3 separate regions of the Mus musculus genome follow, and all the other regions are linked to region 3. A link is a contact called in public Hi-C and HiCAR-type data. All regions are on one chromosome and are shown on one strand. Each heading gives the region's core, a stretch centred on a gene start, on an enhancer-like site or on the middle of the called end of the contact. The rest is flanking DNA. Distances are from core to core; before and after follow the strand shown. Region 1 holds the start of Cdkn2a (cyclin dependent kinase inhibitor 2A). Region 2 has its middle 140 kb from the start of Gm32035. Region 3 holds the start of Elavl2 (ELAV like RNA binding protein 1).

Region 1 (4,372 bases), core at 280-2,779, 2.1 Mb before region 3:
GGAGTTGGGGAGAATAAAAAAATAATAAAGGTAGAAGGGGAAACCCTGTGATAGGAAAAAAAATGCTCACATCTTTTATGGTATGGAAAAGTTGAAATAGCAAAAATAAAATGAATACTAAATCCTTTAAGAAAGTACCTTGGGTTTTTTTGTTTTGTTATTTTCTTTCTACTCTTCTTTTGTTAGGGGGGAGGTGTTTCTATACAGGGTTTTCTCTATGTCATCCCTGCTGACCTAGAACTGAAAAGATTAGTTTGCCTCTGTCTCTTGATTCTGGGATTAAAAAACAAACAAACAAACACCCCCAAAAAAACCAGCCTGGCTTATTTTTCCTCTTCTCTTCTCTTCTCTTCTCTTCTCTTCTCTTCTCTTCTCTTCTCTTCTCTTCTCTTCTCTTCTCTTCTCTTCTCTCTTCTAGGCTTATCTCCCCTCCCCTCCCCTCCCCTCTCTCCTCCTCCTCCTCCTCCTCCTCTTCCTCCTCTCCTCTCCTCTCCTCTCCTCTCCTCCCCCCCCCCCAGCATTTCTGCCTGAACATCAAATGGGTTATGGCTCTGAAACCAAACCAACTTCCTCCTTCCCCGTTAAAACTATCTACCCAACTTTCTTAACTTTTCTGTATTCAATGAATACGGTCCTCTCTTACATATTTTAGGACTCCAAAGGCAAACTTCTCAGCAACTGGTAACACTGCAAATGTTAAACTGCAAACTATAGACACGTTATTTTAAAAGGTTCACATTTATCTCGCACAACCACCCAACCTGTCTAGAATCAAAGAGGTTTCCACGCTTGACTTGCAAATGATCTCAAGGTCCCAAACTCGTTTGTTTATTTTTATTCTGTGATTTAAAGTGTGTAAAATATAGTCTATGTTGCAGTTTCAGAAGGCACCTTCCAGCCTTTTTAGTCAAGTTGAAACCGATGTTCTTTTTCTTCAGCTTATTATGCACAGGCTCTGGAATGCACATTTGTTTCACGGGAATTTTCTTTGTTAGAGTTAGAAAGGATAGTTACAGACATTTCTAGGGCCAGGACTCCTTTTAGGCTGAAACTTAGTAATCTGGTAAAAGCAAGACCAGAATTAATCAGCTGACAGTAGATGGGAGAAACAAGACTTCTCAAAAATAAGACACTGAAAACTCGATGCCAAAATGGTTTCACTATAACAAGTTAGTTTAATGGGTGGCTCCGGTGGGCAGCAGCAACAACAAAAACAAACAAACAAACAAAAATATCTGGGGTATGCATTTCAAATGGTAATTGAAATGTTATCTCTTCCTGAACAAAAGTTACCCGACTGCAGATGGGACACTCCTTGCCTACCTGAATCGGGGTACGACCGAAAGAGTTCGGGGCGTTGGGCGAAACCCCGGCTTCCAGCAGTGCCCGCACGTCATGCACACGGCCCTGGGCCGCCGCCCTGGCCAGTCTGTCTGCAGCGGACTCCATGCTGCTCCAGATGGCTCTCCTCGAGTTCGCTTTCCTCGCGGAGATTCAGTGCCCGCCCAATCGCCCAGTCGTGTGACCAGTGGGTCCCTCCTTCCTTCCTCTGAGGATGGTGTGGGGGGGGGGGGGAGCCACACTCTGCTCCTGACCTGGCTCCACAGCCCGCCATAGGTGGCGCTATTTGCCCTGAATATAGCATGAATTGAACACCCCTGAAAACACTGCTGTTCCCCCCACCTCCGGATGGGGGAGGGGAAAGGGATGGAGCCCGGACTACAGAAGAGATGCAGGGTTCAGGAGGAGAGCTGGGCGTTGAAACAGCGCTAAAGGATCGGACAGCCCCCGCCTGCTACCCACGCTAACACCCCTCCCCCATGCCTGGTCACCCTTTGACACGCTGGGCTCCTTCTGGACCCGCACAGCAAAGAAGTGCACACGTGTCTTCTGAGAAAGTGAACTAGTCCTTCTCGAAATCTCTCCTTCCTCCCCAGTGCAACACCCAGGTATTAGAAAAACGAAGGAGGGTAATTTTCATCACTACACTGAAACTTAAGGTATTTAACATCTTAGCAGAAAATTGTGTCATCTTTTATTCAGAAGAAAGAGCTACAACTTCGCCAAGCTGAGATCCCAACAACCCTAGCTCAAACAACTCATTTTGGAGGGTACCACGCCCAGTATGAAATCCGAATCTTTGCGAAGGATTTGCAGAAACATTTCTGATGTTGCTGTATCAGTGCTAGGATTCTGTACACAACTATAAAAAAGTGACGGGGTGAAGTCATCGGAGGGCAATCTGCTTATAAAGTATTTCTATTTTATGGGGCTGTTGTTTGTTTAAATGAGTTGGTGTGCTGCGCATAAACGTTGCACCGGTTTAAATTGTTCGTTAAAAACGTCTTTGCAATCTTGTGAGGCAGGAAGAAGAACACGCTTTGGGCAGAGTTACCAGTACTGGACAGAAGGGAGGATTTAAAAAGACAGTCCTCACCAGAAAGGCAATGGCCCTTTCTTCCACTCCTGGAACTCAGCATAAACTCAGAACTCTGTCTCCCTTCTGCCTCCTGGGTGCCAGGATTAAAGGCCTGGCATTATTTTCTGCAGATTTTGAATAATTTTCTCTCCCCATATTCTTTATATGGCCACAGCTATTTTTGACTTTGTATGTGTGTGGTGAGAATGTCAGTCATATCCTGTGGACACAAAACTACAGACAGACAGAGAACTGACCCCTCATTTACCAACTCCACGAATTCAAATGTGTGGGGGGGGGGGAGGGAGAGGGAGGGAGAGAGGAGGGGGAGAGGGAGGGAGGGGGAGGGAGAGAGAGACAGAGAGAGAGAGAGAGAGAGAGAGAGAGAGAGAGAGGAGACACACACACACACACACACACACACACACACACACAGAGACAGAGACAGACAGAGACAGAGAGAAAGAAAGGAGAGTCTCACCTTATATTATACCCCAGGTTGGCCCTGCTTCTGTCTCTTTAACTGCTGGGATTAGAAGCTGCTACCAAGCAAGCTGAGTTTAGTTTAAATAAACTATGTAAATTTTCTGAGGCTTTGTTCTCTCTCCTCAGGTTTAAGTAAATTATGTAAACTTCTTGAGGTCTGTAAGGAAAATAAAATTCACCTAGAAAAGGCCATTTTGGAGAGTAATGAATATTCTGTGAAAATCCAGGTATATAGCGGGTTTTCAATAAATAAAAATTATTTTGGAACACATACATGTTCTCTCATGTTAGTGATAGAGAATATTAAAAGTCAATTTTCTCTTTGCCCTAACTCATAACTGTGTATTCCTGCAGAAGTTATAAGAATCAATAAGTAATCTCCCTTCTACTAGTTGCGATTAATTTTCTTTTTGAGGATTCAACCCTCTAAAAGCATCACTGTGGTCGCAAAAGTTCCTGTGTTCTAACAAAATAACTTTCAGAAAAAACCTAGTCATTAGATTAAGGGAAGTGACTCTGGGGTGGGTCGCTGTGTCCAGTGTTTCCTCTGCTCTGTAGCCTACCACTTTTTCTTTGACTGTATTTCAAGAGAAAATTCGTATTCCAGGATGGCCCTGGGAAAATTAGGTTAAACAGGGGAACGGAGAGTTTATCCCTGATACTGGTTTATGTCTACCCCTTTATAAAGTCCCTTATGGAGTCGATTTTCCTTTAAAAATAAGTGTTGCCCTCTGATTGTTAACTGGAAGGAAAAATGGTGTATTGTGCATTTGTGTGTCTGGAACCTCAATTCTGAATAACTTCTTCAAAGGAGTTATAAGTTACCATAAATGACTCAAATGTCACATTCAAGACATTGTGAGGGGTTTGAAAATGACTTTAACACCACACACACACACACACACACACACACACACACACACACTTTTAAAACAATATTTAAAAACTGCTTTGAGTAAATTGCAGGGCTTTCCGTAGAAATCACTATACTAGGTCATTGAAATTGTTTGAGATCAAAGATAGATTAATAACAATACTTTTTGGTTTTAAAAACTACACTGATTTCCTACTACAGAAAAATACAGATATTATTATCCAGGTAGTACATGCTTTCATACAGGGGATCTATGCAGATGTAGCTATAAAAGCAGTGACTTTACACTAATTTTCATAGGGCATCTATGTCAGATTTGGCTAGGGAGTTGGTTGTTAGATGTATCCTACTTGGATGTTTGCAGGGTGTCTGACATCCTCTACCTACTTCTATATGTCATTATATAAATACCGCAAACTGCTGCCTTGGGCTTACAGCTAAAAAATAAAATAAATAAATAAATAAAATGGAATCAGAGAAATCCCTGCTGCTCCAAAACCACAACAGCTAGGAAGGAAAAGGAAATGATCCCAGGAAGTCAAAGGAAATGATCCCAGGAAGTCAAAGGAAATGATCCCAGGAAGGAAAAGGAA
Region 2 (4,985 bases), core at 431-2,930, 2.6 Mb after region 3:
TTTGAAAACACTTGTGTAGGCTGGCACCTTTGACTGCCTGGACCTCTGTGTTTACTCATTATGGAAAAAAAATGGAAAGAAAAAAAGATGAGAGTCTCTCTGTGCTGCTAATAATACTCTTCTCGAGGCAGGTCGTTCTGTTTTTGGAAATCAGACTGAGGCAGTGGAGAGGCTACTGCAGTCAGCCTTGCTGTCTAGTGGGCTGGTGTGTGATGAAGGGTCTTAGTGAGATCATGTCTATTTCCTCTAGAAGCCCAGGACCCTGGCCTGGCCCCTGTGACTCACTAGGACTTTTGCAAGAACAGCCAGTCTTTTAGGAAGGCCCTCTTGCCTCTCTGGTTGGGTACTTCTGTGGTGATCTGGATGGTGTTCTTTCAGAAGTTGCCCTTCAGGTCAACTTCCCCTTCTCCAGGCATTTCGTTACTGTTTTATCTATCAAGAAAACCCAAATGATAAGCAGGCATTTTGAACTTTTAACAACACAAGGGCTAAAGGTATATATAGAGAGAGATTTAAAATGTCTTTTAAAATGTCTTTTCTGGGGGGGGGGGGGGGGGATTGCTATTAGCCTTTTCGGGTAAGGCTGAAAAGATGTTCTAAAATGTCCAATTTTTAACGACTGCAAGAAATGTAAAGATTAAGGAAAGGAGAAACCACAGTGATAGTTCAGTTAGAAAAGTGCTTGCCTTACAACCATAAAGGCCTGAGTGTGATCCTTAGAACTCCTATGAAAAGTCAGATGTCGTGGCTTGCATTATAATCCCAGTGCTGGGTGTATAGAGGCAGGTGAATACCTGGGCCTCACTCCATCCAGCCCAGCCTATTTGTTGAGTTCCAAGCTGGTATAAGAGAGTAGGTTTGCTTATTTGTTTTTCCTTCACTTTTCTTTTTTGTAATTGTTGTTCTTGTTCTTGATGCACTTGTGGCTGATGATGACACCTAAAGCCAAACACCCAATGCTATCCTCTGGCCTCCACACCTTTGTGCACACACATACACACACATGCACACAAACACAAATTAGGCAAGACGGAAAACCACTGACCATGTATGTACTTATGTCTGATCCACTATGTTGAGATACCATTTTCTATCATTCTGAACTACAATAACTCATCTATTCAAGGTTTCCTAGAGCCAGTCTGTTAGTCAGTGACAGAGTGAGTCTCACATGAGAGATGAGTTCACTGCTTACCTCTGCCGCCAGCTGATTTGATATTGCTCAACTTTTCTTGCAATCCTCTTCTTCTATAAGAAAAGGTGAACTCTCTCAACCTCTTAAACATGTCATAACAATTACATGGGATAAGTTGCGTATGGTTGTAATCCCAGAAAGGAAGTAAACATTTAACAAACATGTGTTTCCTGACATTAACCAAGTATTCCTGACTAAGAAGATGATATCAAAACTCAGTGCTGAAAATTGAGCATCCTTTAATGTTTAAAGGCACATATGCCAAACTGTGTATCCTAATTTACAAATGGAGCCAAGCTCCTTTTCCATCAGGAAACCAGAAGCACCAAGCATGTTCAGAAAACGCACAAAAGGAACACCACCTGATGTAGTCTGTGGTACGGCCTCACGGACCCTTCCTTTTTCTCAAAGCCAAACGTCCACATAACAGGCTGAAGGTGGCTGAGGCAGCCAAGGGCAGGGTTTTGTAATTCTCCGGTCAGCATAACCAGAACCTACCCTCTATGCATGCTGCCTTTATTTTCTCAGTTTCTTCCTTGGAGGTCAGGGACACTTAGGAGAGTTTTTTTTTATATAGTTTTCATTTTTTAAAAATGGCAACTGTGGTCAAAGCTACAAAACCAGGAATGAAAGAAAGAAATTGTTTCCCCGTGTCCTTTCAACTCCTCGCAGAGGACACTTCCAAATCCTGGGACTTGGTGAGGGCTTATTGTTTTAGGTAACACTGCCCTCTGTTGGAAAAGTGATGCACTTCTTTGTTAAAAGAGCAGGACTGGTAGTATCAGTGCAGAGGCATTAAAACAGATGGGAAGCTGTAACCTTCTTAGCTAAACATTCCAGCACCTGTCCCAACCAGTCAGAATAGAAAAAGAGAATCGAGTAACAGGACACACACACACACACACACACAATTAAATAATACAAACTCAACACAAAAACAGTCTTTCTAGACTGTTTTTAAAAGAAAATATATATACTTTCAATTAAAAGACGATTTAGCTTCTAACATTTTGTTTTAAAACTTTTAATTTTGACACTGCTCTCACTGTCAAGAGTGGTCAGGGCAGCTCATGGACTGCAAGATCTGGAAGGCTTTGAGGTAACATTTGCCCACAAAGAAACCCAGAAATAAGGCTCTGCTTTTTGGCTTAAAGAACTCAGATGCTTCTCAGAGTGTGACTGTCGTGGCAGTACCGAGGGTAGTCTAAGGAGGGACACCATGTGGCTCCCTTTGTCTCTCAAACTATTGATAAATGGACTCCCAAGAAATTAGAGTGTCCCCAGTAGTCTTACACAGAGAGAAGGAAAAGGCTGCAGTCTGGTACCAGCCAGAGAAGAAACTTATCTCTAGGAAAGGAATTTCACACAATTCTGGCAACTCATCAGGAGAATATGAAGTCCAGACAATGATGGACAGACAAGACTGTTTAAATGTGCATATCTTTTACACTCTACTTAAAACTAAACCTCATGTCAGGACTTCGAGGATAGAGGGGAGATGAAGAGGTGTCACTACACCTCTTTGTTTCTATTTTAATGTGGTCACATCGACTAAGTCACTGGTTTTCTCTGTTATTTGCCTATTACAGTATCCTACTACAGTCAGATGGGTGAGTATAGCTTGCAAGGGATTCCAGGGTCCATTTGCTGACCATAGCAACAACCAAAATGAAAAAGAAAAAAAAAACATGAGATTTAAACATGCTATAATTATCTAATGGTGTCACCCTGGTATCTTATATATTAGATTTTTAAAATTTTTTTACAGAAAGCATTTAGTTACTGAGAGTAACTCTAAGAAAGAAAAAAAAAACCCATTATTCCGTTCCAAACTCAGGTTCTTTACCATCTCTAAGAAAAAGGTAAAATGCATATTTTCAAGTACAAAGAAAATGAGTTGAAAGGTTTTAACCATGGAATAATACAGTGGAATTATTGTATAGGTTAAGGAGTGATGGCATTTGATAAACTAAGAAAACATAGAACTGAAAAAGAATGCATAAGAGGAAGACTCAGGTAGTCAAAGAACTTTATGGAATTTTCAAGAGGAATAAAAAACAAATCTCTGGAGGACAGATTTTCAGCTATGTTAAAATCCGTAGTGAGCAATCTAACTGCAGCCATACACACAATTTTAAAATAAACTCACAGCATGCTTTTTATTATCCTGTGTATGTAATGGTACCATGGATTGTCTCCTCGGTTTGTTCAATTGCTTCGACTCCAGCAAGAACACGCCAGACTCCCAAATTAGAGAACAGTCTTCAACAATGTATTGCATCTGTAGCCTCTGAGTTATAATACCTTTTAGTAATTCCAAACAAAATAAATCCACTGGAAAGTCTTAACTAAGAACTAGAATTGAGGCTACATTTACATAAAAAGGGTGTAATCTGATAATCCATCTTTTAAGCAGATCTGTAATAGCACCGCTTACTCTATAGATAACCAGGGCATTCTAATAAATAGCTCTATGTTCCCAGGAAGGCTTTGAAACAAATCAGCCAGCCACGCCTGCCCCTGGAAAGCCTGCTCTACAAGAGCAGAGGCAAATGCCTGGTGGTGGCCAGTATATTCCCAAGAGGAGAAAGAGTTAGGCTTCACTTTAAATTAACTAATCAAATAACTATCACCACCTCCCCAAACATAAAAGCAGATGTCAAGTTTACAGACATGGAAAGAACAGATTTAAGCATCTTGCACAGGGATTTGGAGAAAAGACTCAGCTATTAAGGGTACCCACTGCCCTTGCAAAGGACTGAGGCTCAGTCCCTGCTCACACATGACTGTTCACAGAACACCCTCTTCTGACTCTTCCTGCAGGCACCAGGCATACACACGATGTAGATACATTCATGCAGGCAAAACACTCATATATATATAATTTTTTAAAAAAGTGCCTATAGAAAACACAGAATTAGAAAATATTTTCCCACAACCCCACATCCCCTTTGTCCACTTGTCTGGTTGTGACTTAACTTTTAAGCCTACATACAACAGCAAACTGGGTATGACTTTATCTGCAAAGAGAGTTTATCTCTAAAAGGAAAATAATTAAGGTCTTATCACAGTCACAAGGATGTTCTACCAAGACCAGTCCCTGGATTTTGGAGTATTCTCTCACATACTATACTGAAGAGTTCAGAAACTTTTTCAAAAAGATTCTGGCTCATATAATTTACCAAATCACATCCAACATAGTTTATATCCAAGTTTGAAAAATCAGACCATGCTATTTATTTCTAGTTTGTCTAGCTATAATATCCTACAGGTACATCAGATAACCTGCAATTATTTCACATAGCAATATTACGATATAGTGCAAGGGACTGTGAAGATGTCTCCGTGGTTAAGAGTGCACATTGCTTTTGCAGAGGGCATATGTTCAGTTCCCAGAACAACCACCTGTGACTCAAGCTCTAAAAGATCTGAAGCCTCAGGTTTCCTTGGGCACTTGAATGCTGGTGCACACAAGCACAAGACATACACACACCCAGGTAATTAAAAAAGAACAAATTCTTTAAAAGCTATAGTACCAACTAAAATTCAAATAACATATCATATATTATCAAGCTCTGAGGATGAAACCAAAGGCTACGGGAGAATCATAATGATGTCTTAAAGCAAGATGGAGAAATTCTGCCTGACTCTACCTACATCTGGTTGCTTGACAGTCAACAACAATTTTGTTGTATTTTTGCAGTTAATTCTGTTTGTTTGTGTATCATACTTAATTTGTGAATTTGATGTCAGAGATTGTTCTTGTAACAATTAATTTTGGTATCATCTC
Region 3 (4,705 bases), core at 1,131-3,630:
GAAGGGGCAGAACCCGTCCATTTAAGGGACGAAGTGCTCGGACATTCATCTCTGTCCATCAGCGTTAGCGTAAACACTAAATGGCTGATTATTTTTCTCACCCTCACCACAATAAAGGCAGACCTGGAGCTGTAGTTAGGAGGTAGAGAAGATAACCAATCTCCACGTCTGTTTTGGTAACAGATACCTGAAAATGGAAAATGGGGAACGCATCCACCCTCCAATCTGCCACAGTTGTACAGCCTTCCTATTAATTCTTTATAGACGTGAAATAGGTGGGCACGTAGCAACGTGCTGGGCATAAATTAAGCAACAATGGCCACGAGAAGTCCTGTCTGCCACAGAGGTACAGGGTGGGCACTGCCACCTTGCCATCCCTACTCCCCCCCCCCCCCATACACACGCCCTAGGCAGAGTCGGGGAAGGGGGGGGGTGGCAGAGCGCTAGCTTTTGGAACCAGCCTGTGGGTGGGGTAGGGAGCTGCGAGAGATGAACAACCCGGGCCAGCTTTGTAGCTTGCCCCCATACTTTGCGTCTCGAGCACCACTCGGCGCTCGCACGCACACATTCGCCCACACCCCCTCGTGCCGATAATTTAAACTTCTCCGAGGCAAAGCCAGCACCTCGGTCCGCCACCACCTCCCCCGCCCTCGCCGCCCGGCGAGCATCCTCCCCCTTTCCCACGTCTACCCGGATTCGCTCTTTCGCAGTAGAAAGCCGGCTGTTTTCCCCTGCACCCGGAGAAATCACAAAAGTTAAAATGAAGCGTGTGCCTGTCTGCCCAGAGTCTCGTCCCCAACCATCTTTCTCCTGGCGTCAGTTTTAACAATAGCTACTCGAGGAAGGGGAGCTGCGAGGAGGGGCTGAGGGCTATACAGCCGACTCAGCTCCCTGGGTAGCTGCGATGCCTCGCGGCTGCCAGTGAGTCTCCCTTTCCCGGAAGGCGGGCTCCGCTGCGTAGGACCAAGGACAGGGCTTGGAATCCACTGCCCAGCGCCCAGCACCGCGAGGCTCCCAAGCAGCTGCCACTTCACACTCACGGCTCCAAGGATCTTATTTACGCTTTTCTGAACAAAGGGAATCTCATATCCGGTATAGGCTCAAAGATTCGGCCCCAAATTGGCAGTCTTCTTTAAAATCTGAATTACAATCATTGGAATCCGTGAATCAGAGTCCTCAATTCTGGCAATGATGAGTTTTGACAGCTTCTAACCTTACCCCAGCCCCAGCCCAGCCCCAGCCCTTAGGCTGTATGTACTTTTTCCAGGCAACTACAACTCGCTGCCTGGTGCAGCATCTAAATTCCATCTGGCAATCCCATCTCCCCGGCACACGCTATCTAGTTAATGCAATTAAGCTGAGGATTTTCCCCACTGGTCTAATCTGCAAGTAAGTCCAGGGCTTCTGATTTCCCCAGTCCTCCGATTCCTTTGCGAAAGTAGAGGCATGCATTCCCCTCCAACATTCAAGTTATCCCTCTCTTCCCACGAAATGAACTTCCAACCTCAACCCCGAAGCTCACTGAACATGTAGCCTCCCATTGTAGCCTGCTGGATCTTGACCACATTTACCACTTAAGTTTCTATCAAGTGACATTTTCGAATATTCAGTACGTTAAGCATGCGTCCACTGTCTTCTAGTCTGGCTCTCAAGAATAAAAAAAATAAAAATAAAAATAAAAAAAAGCAAAGCAGTCGCTTTGAAATGAGGCAAACATGTGCAATTAACTTCACATTCTGTATTCCGCTCACTTACAGGTTTTCTGGGTTTGCCAGCGCATCGCTGCAACTAATGATTAAAGAAACCAAACCGAAACTTACCTTTCTCCCTTAAGGTTTTTGTGTATGTGTATTTTTAAAGTAACGGTGCACTTCTCCCAATAAGGATGAGCAAGAAGCTGCTGGATAGTTCTCTTAAGACAGCACGAAACCTAAACTGTGCTCGGCTTAAAAGAAGCAAATAAAAAGAAATGCTTTCGACCCCAAAGTCCAATGCTAAAAGAAATGATGAAAAAAAATATGAAAGGGGAGGGGAAACTTAAAAAAGAGAGTTTAAAAAGACGGAGAGACTACTCCTATTGCCGTTCAACTAAACAAAAAGGTGCAAGAAAAACAAACCAAGGAACAAAGAAAAGAGACGAAAGAACGTTTTTTCAAAAAGACGATGTCTTTCTCCGTGTTGCTTTTTAGTAGGTCGCTACAGGAGTAAGCTGCTGCATCTCTAAGTGAGAACAGAAATAAGGGGGGAGGACGTCTTAAAAGGGAGGTGGACTGGACCACAGATTTATAGCACCGTATCACCAACCCCTTCTCTGCCTCCGCACTGCCGTGTGTGCAGCTGCTCTGCCAGAGTCCTATCCCGGGCAGCACGCGCGGAAGTATACGCCGAGTTGCGCCACAACGCAACATGCTCATCGCCCCAGGTTTCTGATTGGGCGAGACGCTTCTATTGAGGCCGCCCAGGCGAAGCTCTGCTAGGTGATTGGCTAGGGACTTATGTCACTCTTGAGAGCTCAATGGAGTCCCGTTTCAAGGTAAGTTGTGCCGGGAGGTACACACTTAACACTGGCGGCGAAGGGAAATGCAAGAAGCAAAAAGAGATGGGAGAGAGAGAGAGAGAGCAACGTGGGAGGGAACTGTACTATGAGAGTTTGCGATATTGCACCATCTATTTTCCTCTTAAGTCTTTCTGCTTCCAAAAGATTCGTTTTATTTGCCCTCACGGCTGCATCTTTGGCATGTTTCTTTGTAATAGTAAACTGTCCGGTATGTATGAGTCATCGAGAGCGCCTCTCTTTGATTTGAGAGGGATTTGAACGTACACCCATTACTTGTCCGCATGCCTTTTTTGGTTTGTGTTCCAGTAATCTTTACATCTGTATTAGATATTGGGTAACTGTGTGTATGTTTCTCTATTTTAATATGTCCACCTCTTTCTCTCTCTTTCTCTCTCTCTCTCTCTCTCTCTCTCTCTCTCTCTCCTTTTAGAATAAGAATGAAATAGAAATGGTTTCAACTGAATCTGTACAGTTTGAACTAGCTTTCAATGTATGTCAGGGTTAAAAGGGGGTAGCAAAAACATCGTACTTAACAAAAACAAAAAAACAGGTAATGAATTGAAATAAGGTCCTTCAGTTGGAGGTAAAAAGAGCAGCTACATATAAAATTAAAACAAGCCACTCCTTTGCATTTGCTGGCAATACAGATCTTGAACCTCACAAGGATTGCTGACAGTAAAGATAGTTCAGCCTTTACCAGGTTCTTTTGAGAATTCAAAAGTTTGATCAGTAGACCAAGTGCTGTCTATGTCTTTGCTTTATAGATGAAGATTTCTTTATTCCAACCTCATGTTTGAGTAATATTCAAGAGGCTGAAGTGCAGGTTTATTCATACTTATTTCTTCCGTTAAGTGAAAGTGAGATTACTAAATTTACCTAGATGTATTTACAATGAGAAACAATATCCACCTAACTTAGTTCATTCCCAAGGAATTTTTCAGTTTTGACAGATAGCCTCAACTTCCTAAACAGTACATATATTTCTTACATAATCTCTCTTCTCTCAAAAATTATTTTACTACTATGTTTATTTGCTACTAGTCACTGTCCTTGATAATGTAAGAGAGCAAAGGCAACGGTAGAAATTAAACATTGCAGGAAGATGGAATGTCAGAGGGAAAGAGAAAGATGGTCTGAGAGCAAGTGACTTAGAAGTGGAAAGGAAATTGGTGTTCCTTGAGCGCGTCCTTGAGTTTGATAAATGATTAATGTAAAGAACTGGGGACCTGTTTATCCCCCGTTTAACCTGTGTAACAGTATCTAAGTTATATTATTTTGCATAACAACAACTAGGGTAGGAAAAGTGGGCCTGAATCTATGTGTATAATTACCATTTAGAATTATCATTTTGGAGCTCCCACCTCCTACTTTTTATATAACAATAGCTCCTTGGGGCTTAATTTCAACTTAAAACTATTAACTAGTCTCCAGTGAAACTACAGACAAATTAAGGGAAAAAACAGCAGCTTGAAGAAAAGAAGCCAGGAGACCAAAATATAAGAAAGCCTGCATCCCTGTTTACAATAGAAATATGAATAACAGCAGACTGGGTTTCTTGTCAAATACCTTCAATTCCTCTCACCTACCACCTCTGCATGGAAAAAAATGACAAAACTACACTACTGTTTGATTTATTCATTTATGCATGAGATGAACCATATTTTCTCCTTGTGATCATGTTCACACCCTGATATTGCATTAGTTCCATACATTCATAAAATAGTAGCAGTTTGAAGGGGATTCTTACATTGGTAAAGGCACAAGTACCTTTTTATGGGTGGAAACTAATAAAGACATTACATGGAAAGTAATAAAGCTGTTCATTCGAATGCAAAAATTCCTTAATTCTGTACATTCGGTATAGATGCTTTGTCTCAGTTTGGCAGAAGAGGAAATATTTTCAAAACATTGCTATATTCAACATGTTGTCTTTTCTTTGTAGATAGCACAGATTACCTGGGAAGCTGAAAATATCTTTAAATGGTGGCTTACTCCTTAAATAATACAGATGTTAACTTTTAAAAACCTTTAAATAGATAAGCAACATTTGCTTTTCTGACTTTTAAAAATAAAATGGCAAGTGATATATGGATGCAGATCTCACTGTGAATTTCATACGCCAAACTCGAAACATTAAGGTGCACTGTG

The links. Hi-C and Micro-C count contacts between places; a contact is called where the count stands out from the background. HiCAR-type assays count read pairs that join an accessible place to other places.
Region 1: a HiCAR-type map of astrocytes shows a contact between it and region 3, with 2.8 times the contacts expected there. The contact joins the promoter of Cdkn2a here to the promoter of Elavl2 in region 3. A contact is called at or near these places in 5 of 39 promoter capture datasets (cranial neural crest, frontonasal cranial neural crest, hippocampal neurons and 2 more), 1 of 484 Hi-C or Micro-C datasets (cranial neural crest), 1 of 115 datasets of contacts at active chromatin or transcription factors (astrocytes) and 1 of 9 other capture datasets (embryonic stem cells).
Region 2: a Hi-C map of the N1E-115 cell line shows a contact between it and region 3, with 9 times the contacts expected there. The contact joins the enhancer-like site here to the promoter of Elavl2 in region 3. A contact is called at or near these places in 4 of 484 Hi-C or Micro-C datasets (the N1E-115 cell line, cerebral cortex and cortical neurons) and 6 of 115 datasets of contacts at active chromatin or transcription factors (SST interneurons, astrocytes, embryonic forebrain and 3 more).

What each region holds. Positions count from the first base shown.
Region 1 is chr4:89,280,663-89,285,034 of GRCm38.p6, forward strand. Cdkn2a (cyclin dependent kinase inhibitor 2A) reads right to left here and starts at 1,530. Exons shown (of 3, transcript NM_001040654.1): 1 at 1,324-1,530. The coding sequence starts at 1,449.
Region 2 is chr4:94,005,646-94,010,630 of GRCm38.p6, forward strand. No RefSeq gene overlaps it. Among named protein-coding and RNA genes, the nearest start is that of Gm32035, 140 kb to the left of the region's middle. Within about 2 kb of position 1,681, at least 14 of the 459 cell types and tissues checked have an H3K27ac peak or open chromatin away from gene starts, as enhancers often do. A contact at or near this core is called in the N1E-115 cell line and SST interneurons, where this site is marked.
Region 3 is chr4:91,374,116-91,378,820 of GRCm38.p6, forward strand. It overlaps Elavl2 (ELAV like RNA binding protein 1), which reads right to left and starts at 2,381. Exons shown (of 8, transcript NM_001347149.2): 1 at 1,821-2,381.